Linked DNA regions of Mus musculus: all the other regions are linked to region 3. A link is a contact called in public Hi-C and HiChIP or PLAC-seq data. All regions are on one chromosome and are shown on one strand. The core of a region is the stretch at or near the end of the contact, and the rest is flanking DNA. Distances in the headings are between cores, read along the strand shown.

Region 1 (4,657 bases), core at 1,235-3,734, 200 kb before region 3:
AAGGGACACAAACCTTCCAATGACAGGTGTTCACTGTAATAGCTTTTAATTTTCTTTTCTATTACTTACCATTTCTCCAAGTAGGTGGTTTTCTTCCTAAAGAATTATCACAACCAGCATTAAGAAATCCAACCTGCTGGTATCTTACCCAAGCAATCATATGCAAATCAGTGTGACCTAGAGACCCCCCAAACCACCAATTTAAAAAAGTACTTAAATAAGCAAAGTTACAAAGGCTGTATGGCAAGCCCCACCCCTTCTGTGGCAAACTGACATTAAGGCTTTGCCATTAACTAAACAAAATTGCGATGTCATACAAGTATAAGCTGTAAATGATGCATATTTTAGTCAAGACCAATCTTTAGTTAAATCATGCCCAAAATAATCAGTTAAGAGCCCCCACCACCCAAGCCACCACAGAATTTCACAAGTGACACCATATATGCTTACCATGCAACAAAACCTTTATTAACATTTTTTAACAGAGGTTCAGCTATTATTGAAACTTGTAATTTCTAAACTTAAATTGGGGCAAGTGGCTAGAGTGCAGAGTAATGCCATCACTGCCCACTGGGAATGCAGACCGAATAATTAATAGCCACCCCTCAGACGGAGGACCAGGTGCAGGGTCGACTCTTTCTGGATGTTGTAATCAGAGAGAGTGCGGCCATCTTCTAGCTGCTTGCCGGCAAAGATCAGCCTCTGCTGGTCAGGGGGGATGCCCTCTTTATCCTGGATCTTGGCCTTCACATTCTCGATGGTGTCACTGGGCTCCACCTCCAAGGTGATGGTCTTGCCGGTCAGGGTCTTCACGAAGATCTGCATGCCACCTCTCAGGCGAAGGACCAGGTGCAGGGTTGACTCCTTCTGGATGTTGTAATCAGAGAGGGTGCGGCCATCTTCCAGCTGCTTGCCGGCAAAGATCAGCCTCTGCTGGTCAGGGGGGATGCCCTCTTTATCCTGGATCTTGGCCTTCACGTTCTCGATGGTGTCACTGGGCTCCACCTCCAGGGTGATGGTCTTGCCAGTCAGGGTCTTCACGAAGATCTGCATGCCACCCCTCAGACGGAGGACCAGGTGCAGGGTTGACTCTTTCTGGATGTTGTAATCAGAGAGGGTGCGGCCATCTTCCAGCTGCTTGCCGGCAAAGATCAGCCTCTGCTGGTCAGGGGGGATGCCCTCTTTATCCTGGATCTTGGCCTTCACGTTCTCGATGGTGTCACTGGGCTCCACCTCCAGGGTGATGGTCTTGCCGGTCAGGGTCTTCACGAAGATCTGCATGCCACCTCTCAGGCGAAGGACCAGGTGCAGGGTTGACTCCTTCTGGATGTTGTAATCAGAGAGGGTGCGGCCATCTTCCAGCTGCTTGCCGGCAAAGATCAGCCTCTGCTGGTCAGGGGGGATGCCCTCTTTATCCTGGATCTTGGCCTTCACGTTCTCGATGGTGTCACTGGGCTCCACCTCTAGGGTGATGGTCTTGCCGGTCAGGGTCTTCACGAAGATCTGCATTTTGACCTTGAATTTAAAAGGTAAAAATTTAAAAGCCTACTAAAATCTTCGATTCCCTACAAAATACTTCTACTCAAAACTCCTCCCCTTTTTGTCATAACATAAAACCTGTTTTGTCATGGTTTCAAACTGCTAAACCTTTCCAAAACACTAAACTGGCATTTGGAACATTCATCAACTGCGGGGCATCCAAGTTCGCTAACAATAGACATGATAAATTGAAAATAAAAAATATCCAGACCAGAAGCCATCGATAAAAATTCAAGTAATAAACAATGCCCGAGTGAGAAGTACCTCTTTTCTGCCTCCCCCCACTGAAATAACCACGATGGACTCTCCATCGGTTAAGCGTCCGTTAAGCTCCCTGGCGCGCGCGCCAGGGCCGCCCCCGCTCCGCGCACGCGACCAAGGCCCACTCTTCCCGGAAGGCCCGTTGCCGCGTCACGTCACCTCGCTCCCCTCCCCCACCCCAAGAAAAAAAAGGCCCGCTTAGCACCACGTAAGCCCCCTCTCTAAATCCTCCCATGATTCAAACGCCGTAGACAAATACCTGTTAACAAATGTGATGAAAGCACAAACCGCCCAGCGCGTCGAAACACCCTCACAGAAAGACCGCCGAACCGGACAAAGCCTCTCGTCACTGAGCTCAGTGGCCGCGCGAGCCGCTATTTATGCAGCGTCTGTTGCGTGACTGCTCACTCCTACGTAGCTGTTGTCTTCCTGCGCCACCGAAAGTAGTTCCGCGGGCCCCCACCTCCCCCAGACCAATTAGGCGTTTTTGCCGAGCTCCCGATTCTTCAGAACCAAAGAAAAGAGTACTACCAAACGAGAGACACTGTATTCCCGGCGTCTCGTCTCCTCTCGTGCAAAAAATTGAAAAAATCATCACGCGGATGAATCCAAGTTAAAGGGCCCTCCCTCGAAAGCTCTGGAAACCTCCTTGCGGCGCCAGCGCTGATTGGTGAGGAGTCAAAGATGAGGCCGACGCTGATTGGTGGAGGTCGCGGGCCGCTCGATTGTTGCTGGGCTCGGTTCTCGGGCAGTTTAACGTCGACGTTGCTAAGTAACCGAGTGCGCATGTGCGGGCGCTCGCCTTAGCGAAATACTGATGTTTCCTGCTTGAGGTGGGGGAGGGGCGTCTTCTCTTCCCGCGTCCGGAACCCCGCGTCCCGAGTTCCCCGTGGTTCTCTCGCACCCATCGCTCGGCGGCTTTACGCCACAGGGTGAATTGCGACCTCACCCTGCTCCCCCTGGCTGGACTCTAGCTTCGCCCAGGCCCCCTCCAGTATGAGCATTGATGCTTCCGTAGCCAGTGTTTTTAGTTGTTTTGTCTTGTGGCTTAGCCGCCCACGGGCCCAGATGTGGGTGGGAGTGGGGTGGCTGCCGGGCTGGAAGCTGAGGATTTAGCCAGAGACCCAGCCCAGAGCCCGGCCGGACTTACAGATTCTCTCCCTCCCCAGCAATCTACAAACAAAGGAAGGAAAGAGGAGAAATGCCTATTAGACTCAGTACCCGGGGTTCACCCACCTCTCCCATTGGGATGTCTATTGTGCAAAGGAAGGGAAGGGGCCCGTTAATCCTAGAACCTCAACCTCAGGACTAGGTTCTGAGGTTTTGGGTGTGGTTGCTTTTCCCTCATCGAGATCAACAAGGAAGGAGCAGAACTGCTCGGATTGCTTTGTCATGCGGAGTCACGAGGATGGCCATGTAAACAGTTTTGTTTGCATAGGCTACCGGCTTCCGTACAGTAAGAAGTCTAGCTACGCTAACAGATTAAACTTCACTCTGTAAAGGTTTACGAGTTATTACCATATTACTGAAGGAAACGTTAGGAACATAGCTGGTTTGCCTAGCATGAACCAAAAGCTCCAGTTTGATTCCCCAGCCCAAAGTCTGCTTTCTAGAATAAAGAGCAGGTAGAATTTTATTTGAAGTGAATTGAAATTCAGAAAATGTCTCCTTTGCATAGTATTTTATTTTTATTAGGAAGCATGAGTCGGACCTTGTTTCAACAAGCAGAGTATGTCTGAGTCAGACATTTTGAGGCACAGACTCAGCCAGAGTGCTGATCTTATGATTGATGCGATGACTTCATTGGGGTAAGTTCCAGCAATTGCCAGACGGGTTATTGCTTCCTAGTTTGTTTTGTTTTCAAAGTAGATCGTTTGGTGACTTCAACCCAGTAATAATATTTCAAAAGAATGGCATCTGGACAAGATAGATTTTTTTTTCCGTAGCATAGTTTTTGTTGCTTGTGCTGTGTTCACCCCTAGCCCCACCCCTTGGAGACTGGCCATCACTCTGTAGCCCTGGTTGGCCTGGGATGACTATGTAAATCAAGAGCTCACAAGAGATTCTCTTGGTTCTGTCTTCCGAGTGTTGGAATTAAAGACACGGACCATCGTGCCCAGCATGATGTAAACAGATTTTTTTAAAAAGTATTTTATATCTGAGTGTTTTCCTTGTATGTATGTCTATATAGTACCTGTGTATCTGGTACCTGAGGAGCTCAGGAGGGTACCAGATACCCTAGAACTATACAGACTGCTGAGTACTTGTGTGGCTGCTTGGGAATCGAGCAGCTAGTGCTCTTAACTGCTCCAGCCCTCTATAAACAGATTTAAAAAAAAAAAAAGACAGTATAAATTTTGAGATTAGAAGTTTATTGAGTTAGTTCAACAATGTTTCTCCAATTAAAAAGGAACTGTTTTCCATTTTTGTTCACAATAGAAAAAAAAATTGTGTCATCTTTAGGCCCTAAAACACATGAATACACCTGTGTGTGTGTGTATGTGTATTGCTCTGTAGACCAGGCTGGCCTCCCATCTCAGAGATCCCCCCTGCCTCTGCCTCCTGCCTCCAGAGTGTGGAAACTAAATGCGTGTGAGAAATATGTATTGACTGGACAGCAGTGACACAGTGACACATGCCTTTAATCCAGAACTAGGGAGGCAGAGGAAGGGGATCTCTGAGCTCGAGGATAGCCAGGAATACATCCTGCCTCAAACACAAAAATAAGGAAGAAAGGAAGGAAAAGGAAAAGACTTATTTATTGAAATAGGGTCTCATGTAGATCAGGCTGGCCTTGAACTCAATTATATAGCCCAGGATGACCTCACACTCATGATCTTCCTGCCTCTGCCTCCTA
Region 2 (4,502 bases), core at 1,009-3,508, 220 kb before region 3:
AGAGAGGGAGAGGGAGAGTGGGAGAGGGAGAGGGAGGCGGGATGAGGAAAGAGCTGGATCAGAAAGGGCTTGCCACACAGCCTGGAGGAGCTGAGGATCCTGGGTGTCCACATAAAAAGCCACGGAATGAGGTATATCTTTAATTTCAGTGAAGAAAGGCAGGCAGAGACAAGAGGCTTGCTGGCCAGCCAGTCTAGCAGAGTTCAGTGAGACCCTAGCTCAAAAAAACAAAGCTGAGAACAATGAAAACAATCCACATCTACTTCTGGCGTCTACACACATCCAAAACCACACCTACATACACAAAAAAATAAAAATAAAAATAAAAATAAAAGAGAGCCATGCCTGGTGGTGCACGCCTTTAAACCCAGCGTTCAGGAGGCAGAGGCCAGCCAGGTCTACATAGTGAGTTCCAGGACCAAGGCTACATAATGAGACCCTGCCTCAAAAAACAAAAACAAAAACAAAAACAAAACAAAAAAAACAACAAAAACAAAACAAAACAACAACAACAGAAGGGGTGTGTATGTGTAGGAAGGAGAGTGGGAAACTGTTAGCTTTCCAAGAGGGAAAATCAGCGGTGAAGGAGAGAGGCAGTGTCAGGAAGATGTGCTGGGAGCAGGGACCTGACAGAGTTGTCACTTTGATATTATCTCACAGGAAGTCAGGACTGTCTTTATCCCCCTTGGGAATTTCTGATGTTCAAGAAGACTCAAATCCTATTTAGGGGTGAGAATGCTTGTGTTCACAACCCCACCCATTCTCTACCTGATATCAAGCCCAGTGCCCAATGGTACAGACAGATAAAACTTCAGTTGTTTGGCCAGCACAGGCCACGAAACCCTTAATGTAGAGAGGGAGCGATCCAGGGAACTACTGGTCTATCAGACCCTTCCTTTTGCTGCCAGAACAACCGCGACTCAGAAAAGAGAAGTGAGTTGCCACCTCGCTTCGTGTCCTGATGGTCCTCTTCAGTTCTCAGAACCCAATTACGTTCGTTTCCAGTCTGACTCATATCTGAGGGTATAAGACACCACCTCCGAAGGGGCTTTAGAGCTGGCAAGCGCTATCTGCCTTCCCACCTCAAACTGCACACTGGGTCTGGGGTTAGCTGACAGCTAACCTCACCCTCAACAGAAACAGCAACCACAGCCTCCATCACGTGGCCGGGGCTGGGACCTAGTTAGAGCTGGGGAGCCTCTGTCTTCCTCAGAGTTCAGAAACCGGAAGGAAAGAATCAGAGCCGGTCAGAAGACAGTGGGGGTAGGAAAAAGGGGCAGGGAACAGGTTGGTAGAAATAAGGGACAGAAAAAAACAGGGCCAAGAGAGGAAGCGGTAGTGTGGCCCCGGCCCACTCTCAATTTGTTACAGGATCCCAGTACACTCAGAGAACTGGGTGGGGCATTTTCCACAATAGCCAGGGGGCCTGACTGAGGTTTCACTTCTCTGCCCACCTTAGTAGGACATGGGCATCCTCCTTTTGCGCAGTCTAGCTTCCACCCTCAAGCAAATCCTGGCAGACGCTGCGTCTGACATCATTCCCAACCCCCAGCAGCAACAACTGTCTTCCAGAGGCTGTCTACCTTACCTCCTGGGATCCCCATTCTGGCAGCAGAGAAAGAGGCCTGGAGGTTCAGGGAGCCAGATCCCACGCAGACCCTTATTCCAAGATGGAGATGCCGGGAGACCAATCCAATCATTCACTGTCATACTTCCAGACGCAACCCCTAGGACATCCTGAAATAGCCCATCGACTTACCCCTCAGGCTGAAGTCAAGGCGTAGCGGCAGCAGACTACAAGCCAGGATCACCAAGCCTAGCGGGACTCTCCAGCAGCGGGGATTGAGAGAGGAAGTGCCGCGGAAGCCTCCGTAGCTGGCCGTAGCTTTCTCTGTATCGTCCACCCTCCACCTGTTCGTCGCACACAGTGGATAGTGCGGGCTTAACGCCAACCTGTCAAGGACCAGTGACTGGCCACTGGGCTGATCATCAGGACCACTGGCCACACCCTGCTTTCGCGAGACACGCCCTGCTCCTCCATCGGTGCACTTCCACCCACAACTGTAGCCAGAGAAGCCCCTGGGGCAGTCAGAGGAAGTTCTGGGGTGGTGGGACCTAGGCTTGGGTGGAAGCTGGCACAGGTGTGGGATTCATGCCCTAAAACACTGACGCCCACCCCTCCTGATTCTTAACACCGTGTGCCCTCCCCCGGCCATTTGGTTCATCACTGTCCGACCCAAGGGAGAGAAGAATGGGATAGCCCCAGAGAGAGAAGAGGTTCAGTCTAGCATTTGCCCCAGAGAATGCAGCCCAACCCATCCAGCCATTATTTCCATCTAAGGAAGATTCGCTCAGCGTCCTGACCCCAGGGATCCCCCGAGTATCCATTTACAAGGGCACTTCCAGAAACAGCCAGCAGGTGGCAACCGTGTGGCCAACAGGAATGGCTGAAATTGTACAGCCCCGGCACTGCCAGGGAGAACAAGGACCAGCTCTCCCTCTCTTTTTCGCCGGAAGACCTCTGTCCTTGCTCCACATCCCAAATTTTGTTTGATTGGTCCAAAGCACTAATTTCTCTCCCGTGAGAATGTTCTACCAAACCGGTCCCCCTGCTTCTCCGCTGCTACACTCATACGTCACACCCCATTCTTATACCAACTAAGGTGGTCTGCTAAAAATATAAACCAGGGGCCAGCGTTTAGCTTTAATGGTAGACTTAGTGGCATATGTAAGGCCCTGTGTTTGACCCCCAGTATCAGTAATCAAAGAAAAACTAAATAACAAAAATTAATTAATTAATGTCACCCCCACCTCCAAGCCACTTTTTCATAGCACTAAAAATAAAACCCAAACTTCATACAACAACCTCATGCAGCCCAGAGGCCCGCCCCAGTCATGTCACCTTCACCATGCTACACTCCAGACCTGTACCGTCCAGTATGGCAGTCATTAGCCACGGCAGCTATTTAGATTTTAGTTTGGTTTACACTTTTACCTGCGGCAAGGACTTGATATGAAACCAACTGTGGCAATCCTCCTGCCTCTCTCTCTACAGTGCTGGTGTTATAACTGTGCCTCCATGGTTGGTCATCTTTCAGATGAGTCCACTGTAAGGCAAAACTCAGCAAATACTAGCTGGCATGGCCCTCCACTCTTCCCAAATATGTCCTGTTTTCTCTGTAGTACAAGCTGTCTCACCTGCTAGGAGCAACAAGCAACACACACACACACACACACACACATATACGCACACACACAGTAGCATCGCCATCATGGCCACATACCTTAGTTCTAAGCATCTTCTGCTTGTGTTTGTGTTTCTTTGTTGGTTTTATAGTGCTTGAACATGGGCATGCCAGGCCAGCCTCTACCACAGCTTCCTGCTCTATTTTCTGTTTAAACATCACTTCCTCTCAGTAGAGCTAGACCAGCTAGACCCTAAACTGGGGGGAGGGGCCCTAGAAACGTACTCCTAAGACACCTGCCTTGCCCCTGGCAGAGGCTGATTTGTACTGTGCTGCCTGCCCCCTATAATAACATACTTAGCCATCCACTGTTGCTCAAATGTGCTTAGGACTGCAAGTGCAGAGTAATGCCAGCACTTCTGTTTAGCTGGGCGAGGCCCCAAGAGGTGACTCCTTGCAGCAGGAACCAAGCCACGTATATGCATTTAAGCAATCAACTTCATAAATGTTTAAATCTATGCTTAAAATTTCCTTTAACAAACTCTGTTTTTTTTAAGCAGTTACTTCATATTAGCTTTTTTTTTTTTTTTTTTTTTTTTTTTTTTTTTTTTTTTCTATGAAGACAAGGCTCCAACTTCTCCTGAGTGAGGTGAAGCCTCTGAAAGAGAATTCTTGAAGCAACTGAGGGCAGCAGAATGGGAAATAGAATTTTTTTTATTAGGTATTTTCCTCGTTTACATTTTCAATGCTATCCCAAAGGTCCCCCATACCCACCCACCCCCAATCCCCTACCCACCCACTCCCCCTTTTTGGCCCTGGCGTTCCCCTGTACTGGGGCATATAAAGTTTGCAAGTCCAATGGGCCTCTCTTTGCAGTGATGGCTTACTAGGCCATCTTTTGATACATATACAGCTAGAGTCAAGAGCTCCGGGGTACTGGTTAGTTCATATTGTTGTTCCACCTATAGGGTTGCAGTTCCCTTGGAAATAGAATTTTTTAAATCTTTTTTTTTTTCAAGGCAGGGTTTCTCTGTGTAGCCCTGGATGTCCTGGAACTCACTCTGTAGACCAGGCTGGACTCGAACTCAGAAATCCGCCTGCCTCTGCCTCTCAAGTGCTGGGATTAAAGGAGTGTGCCACCACTGCCTGGTGAATTTTTTAAATCTTAATGCTGTGGCTTTATGTTTAAAATAAAGCCAGTAAGATGACTCATCAGGAAAGGGCATTGGTCATGCAAGCTTGGTGACCTGAATTTGGTCCCTAGAACCTATGTAAAGTTGGAAGGACAGACTTGACTCCACAAAGTTGTCCTGTAAC
Region 3 (4,409 bases), core at 594-3,093:
TCTGCACCCAGAGTTTTTTCATGGATCTATTTTTCTGCTTTTCTTTTTATAATATTCTTGATTATTGCCACATTATATGTCCTGAAATATATATAAATATATAGATACATAGATAAAGCCAGAGTTATAGTAAACCTATAAATCAGTTTCAGATAGGAATAGATTTTAACAATCTTGAATCTTCTTTTACTCTTTCTTTCTGTCTGCCTTTCTTTTTGTTTGTGTCTGTCTGTCCTTTGTTTGTTTCTTTTAGTGGGCCAGGACTTCTTCATGTAGCCTTGGCTGTCCTAGAACTTGCTTTGTTGTTGAACTCTCAGAGATCTGCCTGTCTTTTTATTTGCTTCCTGTCTGTATGCTACTACCACTTGGCTCTTCTAATCTATGTGCACATCTTTTCATTTGTCTAGATCATTACTGTTAATTCCTATTTAAAGTGTTTTATAATTTCTTCTGTAGAAGTGATGTGCATATCTGTTTATTTTTGGCTATTTCAGTAATTTTAATGTATTCTGCGTTCTCTCTCTCTCTCTCTCTCTCTCTCTCTCTCTCTCTCTCTCTCCCCTTTTTTGAGACAGTGTCTTATTATGTATCATTACTGGCTTTGGAATGTAACTATTTAGACCAGGCTAGCCTTGAACTCACAGTGATCTTCCTGCCTCTGCCTCCCAAATTCTGGGATTAAAGGCCTGCACCAACATGCTTAGCAATTTTAATGTATTCTTTGTTTCTATAAGTTCTTGGCTCATACAGTCATGAGTGCAGACATCATCAGCTTGATTCCAGACCATCGTAGAAAATAAATATCTTAGTGAACAATGTCATGAGCTTTTTGGTTTTCTAGTATATATAAAAATTTATTTTTGTTCCATGCTGTAGCCTGTTAAATATGCAGCAGTATTACATCTAAAGGAGTGTGTGTACCTTAAGTCAGAAGTAATTTAGATCTAGACATAGTTGCATATACCTTTAATCCCCAGCATCCTAGAGGCTGGGGCAGTGGGATCACATGTTTGAGGTCAGCTTGATGTTGACCATCTACGATGTTGCTGTAATGGTTCTGACAGACTCACATATCTCTCATAAAAAAACTTCAGTTTACTAAAAATAGGTCAGCTAAAGGTGAGAGCTCCTTAGGGCTTTGTTTAGGGTATGCATAGCCTTGTATATACACACAACTTTCTGGGTTCCAATGGATGTGTTGCAACTTTTCAAATATCTTCTGATCTCTTGCTATTTTCATAGATGTTCTTTTTGCATTTTTAAGACATATAAAATATTGTTAATAGTAGCTTACATTTTGAGTGCATTGTGGTAAATGCTGTAGGTAATTTAATAAATGCGAATGAAGGACCAGCCTTGGCTAGGTCCAGATTCCTGAGAAAAGGGTTGTCTGGGAGCTTTGAAAACAAACTACTTGAAGTCAAACATGAGCCAAGCTGGTGCCCTATGTCTGCTTGAGACAGCTTTCCAGTCTGCTTTCTCTGCAGATCTCCAGACAGCTCTCTCTATGCTCTGCCTGTGGCATTTCTCTCTTCCTATTTAAAAACCATCTTTGGATAGCTAACTCTCGCAGATCATAAACCCGATCTCTTGTTCTCCATATTAATCCAGTCATTTACTCCAAGCTTCCTTAGGATGATCCAAAGCATCTGCATCTGGGACAAGCACATTTTCTTTTAACATTGCAAAAGAATTCAGAAATCTGTCTGCCTCTATTAAGCATAGACAATAAACTAGCAGAGTGGGACCCTATCCTGAAATTACCATTTCTATCACACCTGCTCAGTCCCTGGCTGAACCTGAATTCTGGAATCTGTCTGCCTTTGTAAGCATAAAAACAAAACTAATGAGCTGGGTGGGGTCTCTCGGAGTGCCACTCCCTACATCTCTTCTCTCCTTCCTCTGTAACTCTCTTGATAAGTTGGCTGGAAGCGCAGCTGCCTTTGTTCCTTTAGCTTTGTGAAACCCCTCATATAATTAATATTGCATCCTTAGGTTTTGAGGAGTTAGGTATTTTTGAACAAGTTTTTAAGAGTTCTTTTCCATAGCCATCAGAGCTATCCTGAAGGTCTCAGCACTTACCTTCTTCAAGCATGTTGACTTGCTGAGACATTAGCCACACCTCCAGTACTCTTTGCTGTCTCTGATTTTCATGGAGTCACCAACATTAACTGGGAGGACTTTCCTTGGAGGAGGAATGTTAAGTATATATGTTATTATACAAACAAGCCTCGTGCTCCCCAACCCCCCACCCTCCCCAGCCTTCACCTCTGGTGGAGGCTCACACCTCCTGGTCCTGTCCCAAGTACAGGAACCATGTCATTCTGTCCCTAACAAGGCCATGCCAGACTTGGCTAATAAATAATCTATATGTAATATGTGATATTGTTAGTATACATATTTTACTCCTTTAGTTTTTCTAACTTAATAATCTATGCTGAAATTTCCCTTTTGTTCAATTACTTTTTAAAGTTGTGAGTGGCAGAGATATAGATTTTTATAGATGGAACGTGAAGATTGACTTTACTCTCAGGAGAGACAATGCTTAGTCTTTGACTCTTTTATCTTTTTATTTTTTAGGGAACTCCTGGCACTTACTTGTCTTCTCATAATCAGGCTTATCCACAAGAAGCCCCTAAGCCCTCCGTGGGGTCTATCTCTCTGGGATTGCCCCGGCAGCAGGAGTCTACCAAAGCAGGTCAGTGAGTGGCCACAGTTCTATCACGCCTGTTTGTAGCATCATGGTCAGCCACTCAGTGGTTGGTCTTCTCATGGTTCTCTTTCTTTTCCCCATAGCTCCTTTGACCTACATCAAGCAGGAAGAATTTTCTCCGAGAAGCCAAAACTCACAACCTGAGGGTTTATTGGTCAGAGCGCAGCATGAAGGTGTGGTCAGAGGTAAAACTGTATCCAGTTTAACAGTTATGTTAAACCTTTGCCCATAGTAAACTTTATAAAGGAACTCATTAAAATTTTTTTGTGGGTACATCCTAAGTTGTGGTAACAGTGATAATTTTACTGGCCTTGGATATGCTGTATGGTCAAGTTTGAACTTGGATTCTCAGTCCTCCTACTTCAGCCTCCAAAGTATACATGAATACAAACAGCTTAGTCATTAATATATTTTAATGACTTATTTCTTCAAGTTACTGACTTTTATGTTTTTGCTTCCATGTAAAGATAGCTATTTTTTAAAAAAGATTTATTTATTTTTATTTATACAAGTACACTGTAGCTGTCTTCAGACACACACCAGAAGAATGCATTGGACCCCATTACAGATGATTGTTAGCCACCATGTAGTGGCTGGGAATTGAACTCAGGACCTCTGGAAGAGCAGTCACTGCTCTTAATCGCTGAGCCAATAACTTTAAAACTTTTGAAATTTGATGGGCATATAGTAATAAATCGAAACCAAAACCAAAAAGCCCCACCAAACTCTGACATTATTTGTCAGCCGTAATTTTTAATAATATATTTATTCTGTTATTTCATATATTTGTATAGTGCATTTTGATCATTTCCCCAACACCAACTCTTTCCCCCTCAACATGCTCCCTCCCACTCTCATGTTCTCAGCCACTGCTCTCTCATTTTTTTGATAGTGCAGTTATTATTGCCTATATATGCATGTGTATTTGTGCCATCTACTGGATTATAGGCAGTCTACACATGTTTCTAGTTCCCTAAAGAGAAATTGCTTCTTTCCCTAAGCAGTTATAAGCTACCAGTAGTTCCTCTGCTAGGGGTAGGACCTTCATCAATCAGTTTGAACAATCCTTTTAAAGATCATTATGATATTATTTGAGCCATGCATTTCATTAGGATAATTTTTGTTATGCTTGCCCCATTCTGCTGTGTGAGAACTTGTATTGTGGAGTAGGGGCTGCTAGGAAGAAGGCAATGATTTAGTGATGGTTTTGTTTTCATTCAGGCACTGCAGGGGCTGTCCAAGAAGGAAGTATAACTCGGGGAACTCCAGCCAGCAAAATCTCAGTGGAGACCATTTCATCGTTGCGGGGCTCTATTACCCAGGTCAGTGCATGGGCCATCATCTCCTGGAGCCTGGAAAGCTGGATTTCTCAGGAGTTTTAGTTATAGCAGTGCTCTTGTTATAGCAGCATGGGTCATTGTTCTTTTATGAGTCCAGCTCTCAGTAATAAACCTCAGATCTCCAGACCTTTTCCTTTCCGGCTGCATTTTAACTCCAAGCCATGGTATCTATACTGTAGTTATTCAAGGTGTTACTACTCACCTGGAAATTGGCAAAAGAAACTTGCAGAAGATATTATAGTCCTTATGGACTTCCTGTAAAAGCTTTTATCATGTGCTTAGATTAAATAGAAATTGAGAAGAAAACAATGAGAAATGCTTCTTTGTGAAAAGGTATATTTGTGATCTCAATGTGT

Evidence for each region. A called contact is a pair of places that touch in the nucleus more often than the background predicts. HiChIP or PLAC-seq counts read pairs in DNA pulled down with a chosen protein or histone mark.
Region 1: a contact with region 3 is called in an H3K4me3 HiChIP or PLAC-seq map of embryonic stem cells, with 21 read pairs. The contact joins the promoter of Ubb here to the enhancer-like site in region 3. A contact is called at or near these places in 2 of 39 promoter capture datasets (hippocampal neurons and neural stem cells), 4 of 115 datasets of contacts at active chromatin or transcription factors (embryonic stem cells and stem cell-derived neural progenitor cells) and 3 of 9 other capture datasets (adipose tissue, liver and pancreatic islet).
Region 2: a contact with region 3 is called in a Hi-C map of embryonic stem cells, with 2.9 times the contacts expected there. The contact joins the promoter of Trpv2 here to the enhancer-like site in region 3. A contact is called at or near these places in 8 of 39 promoter capture datasets (the C10 cell line, cranial neural crest, frontonasal cranial neural crest and 5 more), 2 of 484 Hi-C or Micro-C datasets (embryonic stem cells and nephron progenitors), 3 of 115 datasets of contacts at active chromatin or transcription factors (the SCID.adh cell line, bone marrow-derived macrophages and embryonic stem cells) and 3 of 9 other capture datasets (adipose tissue, liver and pancreatic islet).

What each region holds. Positions count from the first base shown.
Region 1 is chr11:62,548,998-62,553,654 of GRCm38.p6, reverse strand. Ubb (ubiquitin B) reads right to left here and starts at 2,484. Exons shown (of 2, transcript NM_011664.4): 1 at 2,060-2,484; 2 at 442-1,515. The coding sequence starts at 1,509. The coding sequence ends at 592.
Region 2 is chr11:62,573,383-62,577,884 of GRCm38.p6, reverse strand. Trpv2 (transient receptor potential cation channel, subfamily V, member 2) reads right to left here and starts at 2,258. Exons shown (of 15, transcript NM_001382489.1): 1 at 1,760-2,258.
Region 3 is chr11:62,352,860-62,357,268 of GRCm38.p6, reverse strand. Ncor1 (nuclear receptor co-repressor 1) reads left to right here. Exons shown (of 45, transcript NM_001252313.1): 23 at 2,581-2,698; 24 at 2,797-2,898; 25 at 3,935-4,035. Among named protein-coding and RNA genes, the nearest start is that of Ttc19, 74 kb to the right of the region's middle. Within about 2 kb of position 1,843, at least 4 of the 459 cell types and tissues checked have an H3K27ac peak or open chromatin away from gene starts, as enhancers often do. A contact at or near this core is called in embryonic stem cells, where this site is marked.